2 separate regions of the Pan troglodytes genome follow, and region 1 is linked to region 2. The links are chromatin contacts, called in public capture Hi-C maps. All regions are on one chromosome and are shown on one strand. The core of a region is the stretch at or near the end of the contact, and the rest is flanking DNA. Distances in the headings are between cores, read along the strand shown.

The links. Capture Hi-C pulls out chosen DNA fragments and counts their contacts.
Region 1: a capture Hi-C map of stem cell-derived neural stem cells shows a contact between it and region 2, with 5 times the contacts expected there. The contact joins two enhancer-like sites. A contact is called at or near these places in 4 of 7 Hi-C or Micro-C datasets (induced pluripotent stem cells, a lymphoblastoid cell line and stem cell-derived neural progenitor cells) and 1 of 1 other capture datasets (stem cell-derived neural stem cells).

Annotation. Positions count from the first base shown.
Region 1 is chr10:20,356,479-20,361,986 of NHGRI_mPanTro3-v2.0_pri, forward strand. It overlaps EMP1 (epithelial membrane protein 1), which reads left to right. Exons shown (of 5, transcript XM_003313504.6): 2 at 3,250-3,368; 3 at 5,259-5,355; 4 at 5,461-5,508. The coding sequence starts at 3,291. Among named protein-coding and RNA genes, the nearest start is that of EMP1, 14 kb to the left of the region's middle. Within about 2 kb of position 3,688, at least 8 of the 24 cell types and tissues checked have an H3K27ac peak or open chromatin away from gene starts, as enhancers often do. A contact at or near this core is called in stem cell-derived neural stem cells, where this site is marked.
Region 2 is chr10:20,072,875-20,078,696 of NHGRI_mPanTro3-v2.0_pri, forward strand. No RefSeq gene overlaps it. Among named protein-coding and RNA genes, the nearest start is that of MIR614, 10 kb to the left of the region's middle. Within about 2 kb of position 1,622, at least 1 of the 24 cell types and tissues checked has an H3K27ac peak or open chromatin away from gene starts, as enhancers often do. A contact at or near this core is called in stem cell-derived neural stem cells, where this site is marked.

The sequences.
Region 1 (5,508 bases), core at 2,438-4,937, 290 kb after region 2:
GGCAGAGAATGAATCTCCCCACAAGCTACCTTGCAAGTAATGGGTGGGTGGAAGTTTCAGGAGCAGGGGTTCTTCTGTTTATTATACTCTGCTATTTGATAAATGCCCAGACATTTACCCATTAGTTACCGCTAATGGCTTTTTCATAAAGACCTCAGTGATCGCCTCCTCCCAGACTGAGGGTTTCCCTGGGGGCAGGAGGTATCTAGCACAGTGTAAAGACTCGGTAACTAGGGATGATTCAGCCCACAAACTCAAGAAGATAATTCATTCTGTTTTCACCTGTGTTGGGGGGAAGGCCATTGAAAATAATGGAAGCCCCTCTAAACTGACAGTGAATGATATTAGTAAAACCTGACAAATAATGGGCCGGTGAAAAGATGGAGAAGTTGTAGCTTAAGCTAAACAGCCCCTCCTTCTGGCTGGATACAGCAGCTAAAAACAGAGAGAACTGTGTGTTTTGCACAAGATCGCTTGCTAACTCAAGATATTTTGCTTCTTTCCGTGGTGAAAAGACAGGGAGGGCACCATCACAAAAATCTAAGATGAAAGAGAGTTGCTCTTTTGCTTGATTCTCACATCCATTCTTCCAGCCTGCAATGGGCAGGGCATATGGTCAGGTGGATCCAGGGGCCAGGCACGCGCACACACCACCAGGGCTGTGATGCATGGGCCCAGGTAGAGGTGCCGTGGGAGGGGTCATTGAGACAGAGAGTGTGAGCTGGGCAGAGGAAATCAGACTTGACTTTAGGGGTTACAGAGCAACCCAAGGAGACAAAATGCTGCTGAATTCCCAACAGCCTATCAGGGAGGGAATGTTTTCTGTGACTTATTTAAGTGGCCTCACTTGGTGGATTATATTTTGTTATTGGCCCCTCCAGCCCTTCCCCCTTTTAAGAAGAGGATGTTTGTAAATTAGAAGCAACAGGAGCAAGAAAGTCATTTGAAGAGCCCGAGGAGGATTAAACATAAGTATTCGTTATGTAATATTTGTAATTCCCTGCAATCAGTGTGTTCCTTTCCCCATAGGGGGCAAGGAGATCAGGATCTGGTGAGGTGTGAATCTTGAGGGGTATGAGGAAGTTGGGCTGAGAAAGTGAACTTTCTCCTGGTCTTTCCTGAGGGTGTGCTCTTAGAGGTCTCCCCCCTTAAGGGGCAAGGGTTAGACAAATGACAATTTCTAAGAGGACCGAAAGGATTTTATACACCCTGCCTCATGAACTAGACAGCAGGTATCTTATTACTTGCACTTAACATGGGGCAGCCTAGCGATTGAGTAACTGGGTTGGGTTGGCAACAGCTACCCGGCTTCACTTATGAATAATAGTAATAATAATAACCGCAGCTAAAGCAACCCCATTATTAGTAGCTGCCATGTGTCAGACACTAGGTGTTTTACATAAACAATCTGAATTCATCCTCACATTTCCCTTTGCAATTGACATTGCGACTTCCACTTTCTAAATGAGGAAACAGATGAGCGTCAAATAACTGGATATGATTCTAATTCAACCTCTGTCTGATTCAAAAAACTCTTTTTACTGTGCATTTAAGTCAAGCAGAAAATTGGGGAGGTGTGCTAGAACCTGAGAAAAGCAAAAATGAATTTGAATATGTGGGGGGATTACTAAGAGCAGACATGAAAGCTCCAACCTCTCCCCTGAAGAGGCAGGATAAACCTCATAATTTTTGCATTCACAGTTAAGTTGGACACATTCCTAAAAAACAGCCTGGGTTGGAAGGAAGTGGCCAGATTGGGAAGGGGCTGTTGGAGACGGTCAGGGAGAATGGTGGAAGCCATTGTCTGCCTCTCATTCCTTGCTTGCAGAGAGCAAGGCACCCTGATGTATATTAGATCACTCTAGATTTTTGGTTGCCTGATAAAGAAAGTGAGAGGAGATAAAAGGCATGTGAAGTGTTGGAATTATAGTATCAGTGCTCTCTAATAAATACCTGATGTGGCATCAAAGTGCCTCAAGCACATTCAAAGCATCAATTAAATTAGGTGGAGTGAGAGAGGGCAGTGGAACAATTGCAGGATGTGCCTGGCCATCTCCTCCCTTGGTTGGGGCATCCACACATCCATTCTGTCTAGGGTGTGAATAACCTCAAGCCCTTTCCTTTTGATGTCTCTCTGAGCCTGCACTGCTTTGTGACAGTCTTAGGCATGACAAAGCTCTCCTTCTGTAGCTGACATAAATCAGAATAGCCTCCCCCATGTGTATCCTTCACACTTCCTTTATTTCCTAGGCTTTATGATCAGTGGGCTCCCTTCTCTGCTGTGATTATGGCTGAAAGCTTTTGTTTATCCATGCACATTCTTAATCGATATTAGTTCCCAATCCTCCCACCCTGTGATTTATGCATTTGCCTGTCTTCTGTATTGAGTCCTGAAGGATTGGAATTTGTGTAAATGTCATGTACAAGGAGAAGGCACATTTGGTGGTATTTCAAGTTGCATTACTTTTAAAGCCCCCAGAACCGTCACACTGAGCTGTGGAAAATATGACTCTCTGCCCAGACCAATGGCAGGCTTCCTGCCATGAGGCACACAGAGCCCAAAGGCTCAGGTGTAGTAATACTAGTCTGAAATGCTCAGTCAGAGGGTGACCAGACCATTAAACTGTAATTAGGTTGTTATAATTATTGAAAACCAAACAGCATTATAATAATAGAACTGTGCCTCTCACATTTTATATCTCGCCCAGGATCATATTAGTAGCCTATTCAGTATATGGGCATTGAGTAATAGCTGCTATTCTTCAGAAGGCATTTACTTCTATTAAAAGTGCTGGGTGAGCAATTTGGTGAAAGCATGGACATTTTCCTAGTGGAAAATGGACATTTATATGACATTGTTCAGAGACCTGGAAATTATAAAGGCCTACTTCTTTGAAAATCAAAGTCCTATTTTTAACCTCTGAAACACAAACAAAATAAAATACGAACAGTTATCATAAAATGTTCTTGTTCCTTTTTTGAAATAGAATGTATTAGAGAAATGAGTATGTAAATCCCCAAGAAGAAACCAAATTCTGTTTCCATGTAGGTATGTATAACTGGATGAATAGGCACTTAGGCAAATCAGAACTAGGTTACAGGGGTGTTTTCAGGAATTTATGATTAGATTGTGATGGTTTTTAGTGCAGCTCTTCCCCATGTTAGCAGAGAGCCCACACGTGTGGGAAAGCTGAGTCGTCTTATTGAATCTGACAGTAACCGTTTTTGTCCCTTTCTTTTTCTTTTCAGAACTCTCTTTGCTCACGAGTTACCAAAAAAAAAGAGCCAAGATGTTGGTATTGCTGGCTGGTATCTTTGTGGTCCACATCGCTACTGTTATTATGCTATTTGTTAGCACCATTGCCAATGTGAGTAATGTTCTTTTGTTCATTCATTCATTGAGAAATCATTCGAATATTTACATCAAGTGCACAAAAGAAGTTTAAGCCACAGCCCTTGCCCTTCATGAACTTACAGCTCAGTTGTGGGAAAACAAAATAAACACACGCTTGCTCTTCAAACAATTAAATAACAGGAGCATAAAAGTGAATGTCCACAGGAGTGTTCCTGCCAGAGCTGTAGGTGGTTAAGGGCTTGGAGGATCTAGTGCAGCTTCTTCGGTCTCTAGAAGAGCCTTCCCAGCAGCAGGGGTGAGTGGAGCTTGAGGTGAACCTGGAGGAGTGGTAGATGGCTGAAGTTTCTCTTAGTGAAAGAGGGAAGGTGGAAGGATCATAGGGATGCATTCAGGTGGGAGTGCTAGCAAAGGAGCACATGTAGGAAGGACAAGCTTTGGTCAGAGGATAAGGAGGACACACACCTATGTGGCTGGAGCCGAACTTCCCCTCCTTCTGAGAAGCTTGATTAGAAGGATAGATGGGAGGAAGAGGATGCCAGACTGACGAATTCAAATTTTGAGCAAAGAGTAGCATGTGAAAGTGGAGTTTTGCAAGATTAACCCAGTGCCACTGAATTAACTAACTCAGACAAAACAAGAAAAAAAAATGGAGGTAGTGTCTTTTCTCTCTGAACCCTGGGCTACTCTGACCTCTAGTGGTGGCTTACAGCGCCCAATTTGCTCTTACTTGTGCTTTTCTCAGAAAAAAGCCAGCTCCTTGGACCTAAAAACCAAGGCCACCAATCACTAGGCAGGCAAACCATGGTTTCAGAATCTGTTTAGGTCCCTATCACAGTTAAAGTATAAGTGAGTTTTAAAGTTCAGATAGAAGAGCTTTGCAAACATTAGTGGGTGTGATCATAAGCAAGGCTAATTAAGAATAACTGTGATAAGACAACCCCCGCCCATGCGACCTCCTCATTTTGTAATTTAGCCATTCTATATGTCAACTCCTATATCTATCCAGATAAATCTGATAAGCTTCTTCAAAGTGTATTAATGAGCGCCAAAGCGCTGCGTATCTGTGAATTGCCAGCCCCTAATATAAGGCTAGGCACACAGTTGTTTATTGAATGAAGAGCAGAGATTGGCGTAGGTGATGCATGTTCCCGGCCCCACCTTTCCAGTGTGTGCATTTGTGTGTGTGTAGACAGGACACTGCACTTGTTTTCTCTTCCAGAAGGATAATTCCTTTTCTTGGGCCAGGCAGGAAGGGATGGCGGCACCATGATCAGTCTGGGGGAATCCATTCAGGTCACCCTTCAGCTTTTAGTAGCCCCTACAGGAAAGCAGTTGCTGTAGTATTTTACTATCAAATTACTTTGCATGTTGTGACAGTCAAGTTTGATCCTTCTGTTTAGTTGAAAGTGGCTTATTAACCACTAGATTCATTGTTATTTTCCCAGTAGGTCTTATGTTTCTTAATTGTTTCCAGTTGGACATTTCACTTTTTTCCTGGTTAACCAGGGACTTAAATGAAACAATCTTGTTAGAGTATATGAACTGCACATACCTAAGTCAGTTTCTTCATCCTGGACTTCTGTTTCTCAGAACCTTAGAATTTTAAACCACTGTGGTTGAGTTACTTCCATTTTTTTTAAGTCATGAAGAATGTGGAGCCCAAAGAGGGCTAGGTGATTTCTTTCTGGGTTTCACATTCTTCTGTGTCTCTTCTCTTGGCAACTTTGTGAACTTCAGTTTTAATCGGACCTTATTTCCACCCACAGATAAGCTGCATAGCCATAGTTATAGCTAAATAGAATGTCTTTATTAAAATCTGATCCCGATGCAAGCTGATTTGTTATTTTCTTTTTAAATCAGAGGGCCAGCTTTCAATCAACATTTTCTTTCCTTCTGGTTTCAGGTCTGGTTGGTTTCCAATACGGCAGATGCATCAGTAGGTCTTTGGAAAAACTGTACCAACGTTAGCTGCAGTGACAGCCTGTCATATGCCAGTGAAGGTATATATAAAGATATTGACCCAGTGCTGACAATAGGTGTGGTCAGGGAATGTTCAGCCCCTGGAGTGACCTCATGCCCTTGTTCTCCTCGTCCTGTGTCTACAGATGCCCTCAAGACAGTGCAGGCCTTCATGATTCTCTCTATCATCTTCT
Region 2 (5,822 bases), core at 372-2,871:
TGAATTAGTACCTGTATATTTTTCCCAGATCATCAGGGCTACAGTCTGCATGCATGGGTGTTGCATTTAACTTTAAAAGAAAACTAGAAAGAAAAATGGCTGTTTATATATTCTGCATAACGGAGAGGTTTCCTTCCTTCCTTCCCTCCTTCCCTCCCTCCCTCCTTCCTTCTTTTCTTCTCTTCTCTTCTCTTTTCTTTTCTTTCTTGACGGAGTCTCGCTTTGTTGCCCAGGCTGGAGTGCAGTGGCACGATCTGGGCTCACTGCAAGCTCCACCTCCTGGGTTCACACCATTCTCCCGCCTCAGCCTCCCAAGTAGCTGGGACTACAGGCACCTGCCACCACGCCTGGCTAACTTTTGGTACTTTTAGTACAGATGGGGTTTCACCGCATTAGCCAGCTTGGTCTCAGTCTCCTGACCTTGTGATCCGCCCGCCTCGGCCTCCCAAAGTGCTGGGATTACAGGCATGAGCCACCTTGCCCAGCCTCTCTTCTCTTTCTTTTCTTTCTCTCTTTCTTTCTCTCTCTTTCTCTCTTTCTCTTTCTTTTCTTTTCTTTCCTTCCTTCCTTCCTTCCTTCTCTTTCTTTCTTTCTTTCTTTCTTTTCTTTCTTGTCTTGCCCTGTCACCCAGGCTGGCCAATCTACCTGCCCTAGGCTTCTGAGTAACTTGGACTACAGGTGTGCACCATCACACCTAGCTTTTTTTGATTTTTTATAGAGATGGCGGGGGGGCTCTCTCTATGTTGCCCAGGCTGGTCTTGAACTCCCAAGCTCAAGCAATCCTCCTGCCTTGGCCTCCCAAAGTGCTGAGATTACAGGTGTCAGTCACCATGCCTGGCTGTGGAGAAGCTTTCATGCTCCCCAGACATCTTCTTCAGTGGTCTGTGAGAATCTCAGAAATTCCTGGTATGTGTGGGGTACCGGCTGGTGGCTGTGTGTACAGACACACCCACACATCCACCCACATCCATGTCCACTCCTGTATACACCAATTGGCCGTAAGCCTAAGGTATGGAGAGTCATTTCTACACGTGAGATGAAACCAGTGCCCTTGCCTCCTATCACCGTATGTGTATGTGCACACTGTCATGCCAAATAAAACACATTTCCATTCAAGGCAGTAGCAAAACAGGGTTGCCGATTGTGTGGCTGAAAAGCAGTGCATGTCACCAACTGTCCCTAACTCACGGTGAGTGATCCATCCCTGTGACCTTGATTTTCACGATCTTTCATTTTTATTTACCTTTTATCTTTTGTAGAGATGGGTTCTCACTAAGTTGCCCAGGCTGATCTTGAACTCCTGGGCTCGAGCAGTCATCCCTCCTCGGCCTCCCAAGTAGCTGGGACTACAAGCTGGCCCAGATATAAGCAGGCAGTTTTTTATTTTTTTTTATTATTATTTTTTGAAACGAACTCTCTGTTGCCCAGGCTGGAGTGCAGTGGCGCGATCTCAGCTCACTGCAACCTCCACCTCCCAGGTTCAAGAGATTCTCTTGCCTCAGCCTCCCGAGTAGCTGGGATTACAGCTACTCAGCTGTACACCATGCCCGGCTAATTTTGTATTTTTAGTAGAGACGGGGTTTCACTATGTTGGCCAGGCTGATCTCCAACTCTTGATCTGCTCACTTCAGCCTCCCAAAGTGCTGGGATTACAGGCGTGAGCCACCGTGCCCGGCTAGAGCAGGCAGTTTAATGCTGGGCTCCCATAGTGGTAAGTCTTCAGGGTACTGAAATTTCGAATTTAGATTTATTTGTTGGTTTGTGTGTTTTTCTCTATTATATAGGCTTTAGAAGGACAGAAATTTGTTCTGTTTTTCTCAGTATTCCCTGAGCCTAGGACAGTGCCTGTACACACGGGTAAAATGAATAAACATTTTGGGAGAAGGGTATTTTTTTTTTCTTTTGTCACAGGCTAATTAGAATGATGTCCTTTCACTCAGAGAACACAGCTCTGAGGTTCCTCTCTTGCCTATTCTGGTGTCTTGAATGCCAATTTGTCTTCAAATAATTTTGATGAATTTCAGCTGATCAACCATCAGATTTTTGTGTGTGTTTCCATATAAGAACACTTAAATCCAGTGTGATAAAAGCAACTTACAAGCCCGAGGCTTGGAAGAAAGGAAAGGAATTTTTTACTTCTTGGGCTGAATACATTTCATCACATCCCAATTTATTTCCCTGAGGCTTTTCTTTGTCAAGCTTGGGAAAGTGCTGTTTCCTAGGAGAACCACACAAGAACAAACTTTAAATATGAGAAAAGAGAAAAGCACGCCCCAAAGCAAAACAAAACAAAAAAACCCCCAAAAAACAATAAGAGAAGCATTTTAGATGGATTTTCTCCAAAGATCGATTGCATTGTGTTCCAAACGCATTTCTTTTCTTTCTTTTTAAAATTTTTTTTGAGATGAAGTTTCACTCTGTTACGCAGGCTGAGTGCAGTGGCATGATCTTGGCTGACTGCAACTTCCACCTCCTGGGTTCAAGTGATTCTCCCGCCTCAGCTTTTCAAGTAGCTTCAGGTGCCCACCACCATGCCTGGCTAATTTTGTATTTTTAGTAGAGATGGGGTTTCACCACGTTGGCTAGGCTGGTCTCAAACTCCTGACCTCAAGTGATCCACCCGCCTCAGCCTCCCAAAGTGCTGGGATTACAGGCGTGAGTCACTGTGCCCAGCGTAAAGTGCATTTCTTTTCTAAACTGACTTGAACCAAAATGGATGAACAAGGACCGAAGGGTTCATCTGAAGAGATGATATACACCAAACTGGAAACAGATGAGAATGCCAGCAAATAGGCTCAGGAGGAATTTATCTTCTTGAATTTTCAGGCATAAGCTGCTTTCGACAATGTTTTCTCTTACAAAAACAGGGTGAGCGTGTTCTGGATGGAGGCTGGGTGGGAACCCCAGGTCAGAGCAGATGTGGAACTGGGGCATGGGGAAGACTATACCCCAAAGAGGTGGGGGTGGGGAAGAAGATGAAAAGTGAAAGGCGAATGTTCCCAGGGGCAGGAATTCATAAACTTTCCCCATTGATTCTGCCCTCTCAAGCCAATCACTTTCTGCCTTTTTGGACCAAATTGGGAAAGCCTGGACAGTCTGCTACAAACCAGACCAGAGCCTTTTCTTGTCAACAGAGCAGCGCTTCCTAAACTTATACTGCGTTAAAAATCACATGGGAATTTGTTTAAAATGCAGTGTCTGGAGCCTCCTAGAGGTTCTGATTTAGTTGGTCTGAGTCAGGGTCCAAGAATTTGTATCCGGAGCAAGTATCCCGGCGATTCTTCTGCTTGGACAGGGTTGGGACAAGGCGTCGGCCAGTCATCCACATTGTCTTTTTGCAGATCCACTAATCTTCCATGCAGGCTCCAACAACTCCTTCCCGGCCTGGGAACCCAAATCCGCAGGAAGAATCTCGGGGTGTTGTCTTGGCTTATTCATTCAGAGCTGTCGTGTGTGGTTCTGCAAACAGTACTCAGATTCGTTCCCTCTCCCCGTAGGGATCTTGCTGGAGATGCCCAGGGTTAACAGTGGAACTCCATATGGAGACAGAGGCATGGGGGGAGCTTCGCTGGAGATGGGACAGCCTGCTCCACCGCGAAGCCTACTGAGGCTCTCTTCTTACGTACCCCGCGCAATCTCATCTCCCTGAACAACTTCCACCTCCACCTTTCAGCTCATTCCCTAATGTCTGCTTCTGTTGGAACTCCACAATCTCATCTTTATCTGCCTAGGTGTGTTACAGTAGGTAGCTGTCAGGTATGAGCAGGGCAGGAGAGGGTCCGTTCCAATACCAGGAACCTCAGGTGACCATCAGGTGATGGTCAGGCGGCTGTTAGTCTGTCGCTCTAAAATAATAATTGGTCGCAGCCGGTGCTAGGGAAAGACAGGCTCCCAGTAGATAGAAAACACCTGAAACGGGTGATAAGCAGCTTCCCAATAAGATCTTAGCAGTTGGTCGAGTGGACTCAAGCATGAGCACTAACAGGCAGAATGCCAGAGTTTAACTGGTATATGACCTTCTAGGGACATTCGACTGATAAGGGAAGAACGCCTCACGTGAGCATGTGTACAACTCCTGCATGCGTACAAACACACTGCGCATGCTCCCCTCCCAGGCACTGGCAGGCCACACACTGCGCATGCTCCCCTCCCAGGTGCTGGCAGGCCACACACTGCGCATGCTCCCCTCCCAGGTGCTTGCAGGCCACACACTGCGCATGCTCTCCTCCCAGGTGCTGGCAGGCCACTGCGCAAGTGTGGACAGCCTACACCAAGGGAAGAGTCAGGGGAGAAGGAACACAAGACTCCGGAAGCATGCCAGCGTATAAAACCGTAAGTCAAAGGTCAGACTGTCCAGTGGGTGATCTCTCAAGTCGCCCGCTTGGCCTCTTCCAAGTGTACTTTACTTCCTTTCATTCCTGCTCTAAAACTTTTTAATAAACTTTCATTCCTGCTCTAATACTTGCCTCAGTCACTCCTGCCTTACCACAATATTTTTAAAAACAAAATCAATACCAAAAAGCCCATGATAAACAACATATCAAAATTTTATAAAAGCAGGCTGTTTGGTTTGTTTTACGACCTTGCGTTACTGCAAGAGAGGAGCCGTTTCCAATCAGGCTTTGGATCCTGGGCTTATGTGGCTGCTGTGTCCCTGCCATGGATCTGTGAGGGTTGACAATGGGGTACAAACAAATTGGGCAATGAAGGGCTTTATATATATATACATATATATATATGTGTGTATATATATACACATATATATGTATATATACATATATGTATATATGTATATGTATATATGTGTATATATACATATATGTATATATACATATATGTATACATGTATACATGTATATATGTATATATACGTATACATGTATATATGTATATACACATATATGTATATATATACACATATATGTATATATACACATATATGTATATACACATATGTATGTATATACATATATGTATATATGTATATATACATATATGTATATATGTGTATATACATATATGTGTATATACATATATGTATATACACATATATGTATATACGTATATACACATATATGTATGTATATATGTATATATACATATATACATACACACACACACACACACACATATATATAGTTTGTTTGTATTTTGAGAGGGAAGAAAGAGAGATGAAAGAAAGGGAGGGCTTAAAAAATTTTTTTTTGAGACAGCATCTTGCTCTGTTGCCCAGGCTAGTGCAGTGGCACCATCATGGCCCACTGTTGCCTCAACCTCTCAAGCCCCATCAATTCTCCCACCTCAGCCTCCCGAGTAGTTGGAACTATGGGTGTGTGCCACCATTCTTGGGTACTTTCTAAAAAATTTATTAAAATATTTGAGACAGGGTCTTGCTTTGTTGCCAGGCTGGAGTGCAGCGGTGCAATCACAGCTCCCTGCAGTCTTAACCTCCTGGGCTCAAGCAGTCCTCCTGCCTCAGCTGCGTGAGTAGCTGGGTTCACAGGTACGTGCCACCACGGCCAGCTAATTTTTTTGATTTTTAGTAGAGATGGTGCCTTGCTATGTTGCCCAGGCTGATCTCGAACTCCTGGATTCAAGCAATCCTTCCGTCTTAACGTCCTAAAGTGCTGGGATTTCAGGCATGAGCCACCATGCCCAGCCTCTTGGATATTTTTATTAGATTTTTTTTTTTTTTTTTTGTAGAGATGGGGGTCTTGCTGTGTTGCCCAGGCTGGTCTTGAACTCCTGGGCTCAAGTCATCCTGCCTTGGCCTCCAAAAGTGTTTGGATTACAAGTGTGAACCACTGTACCTGGCCTTTTTA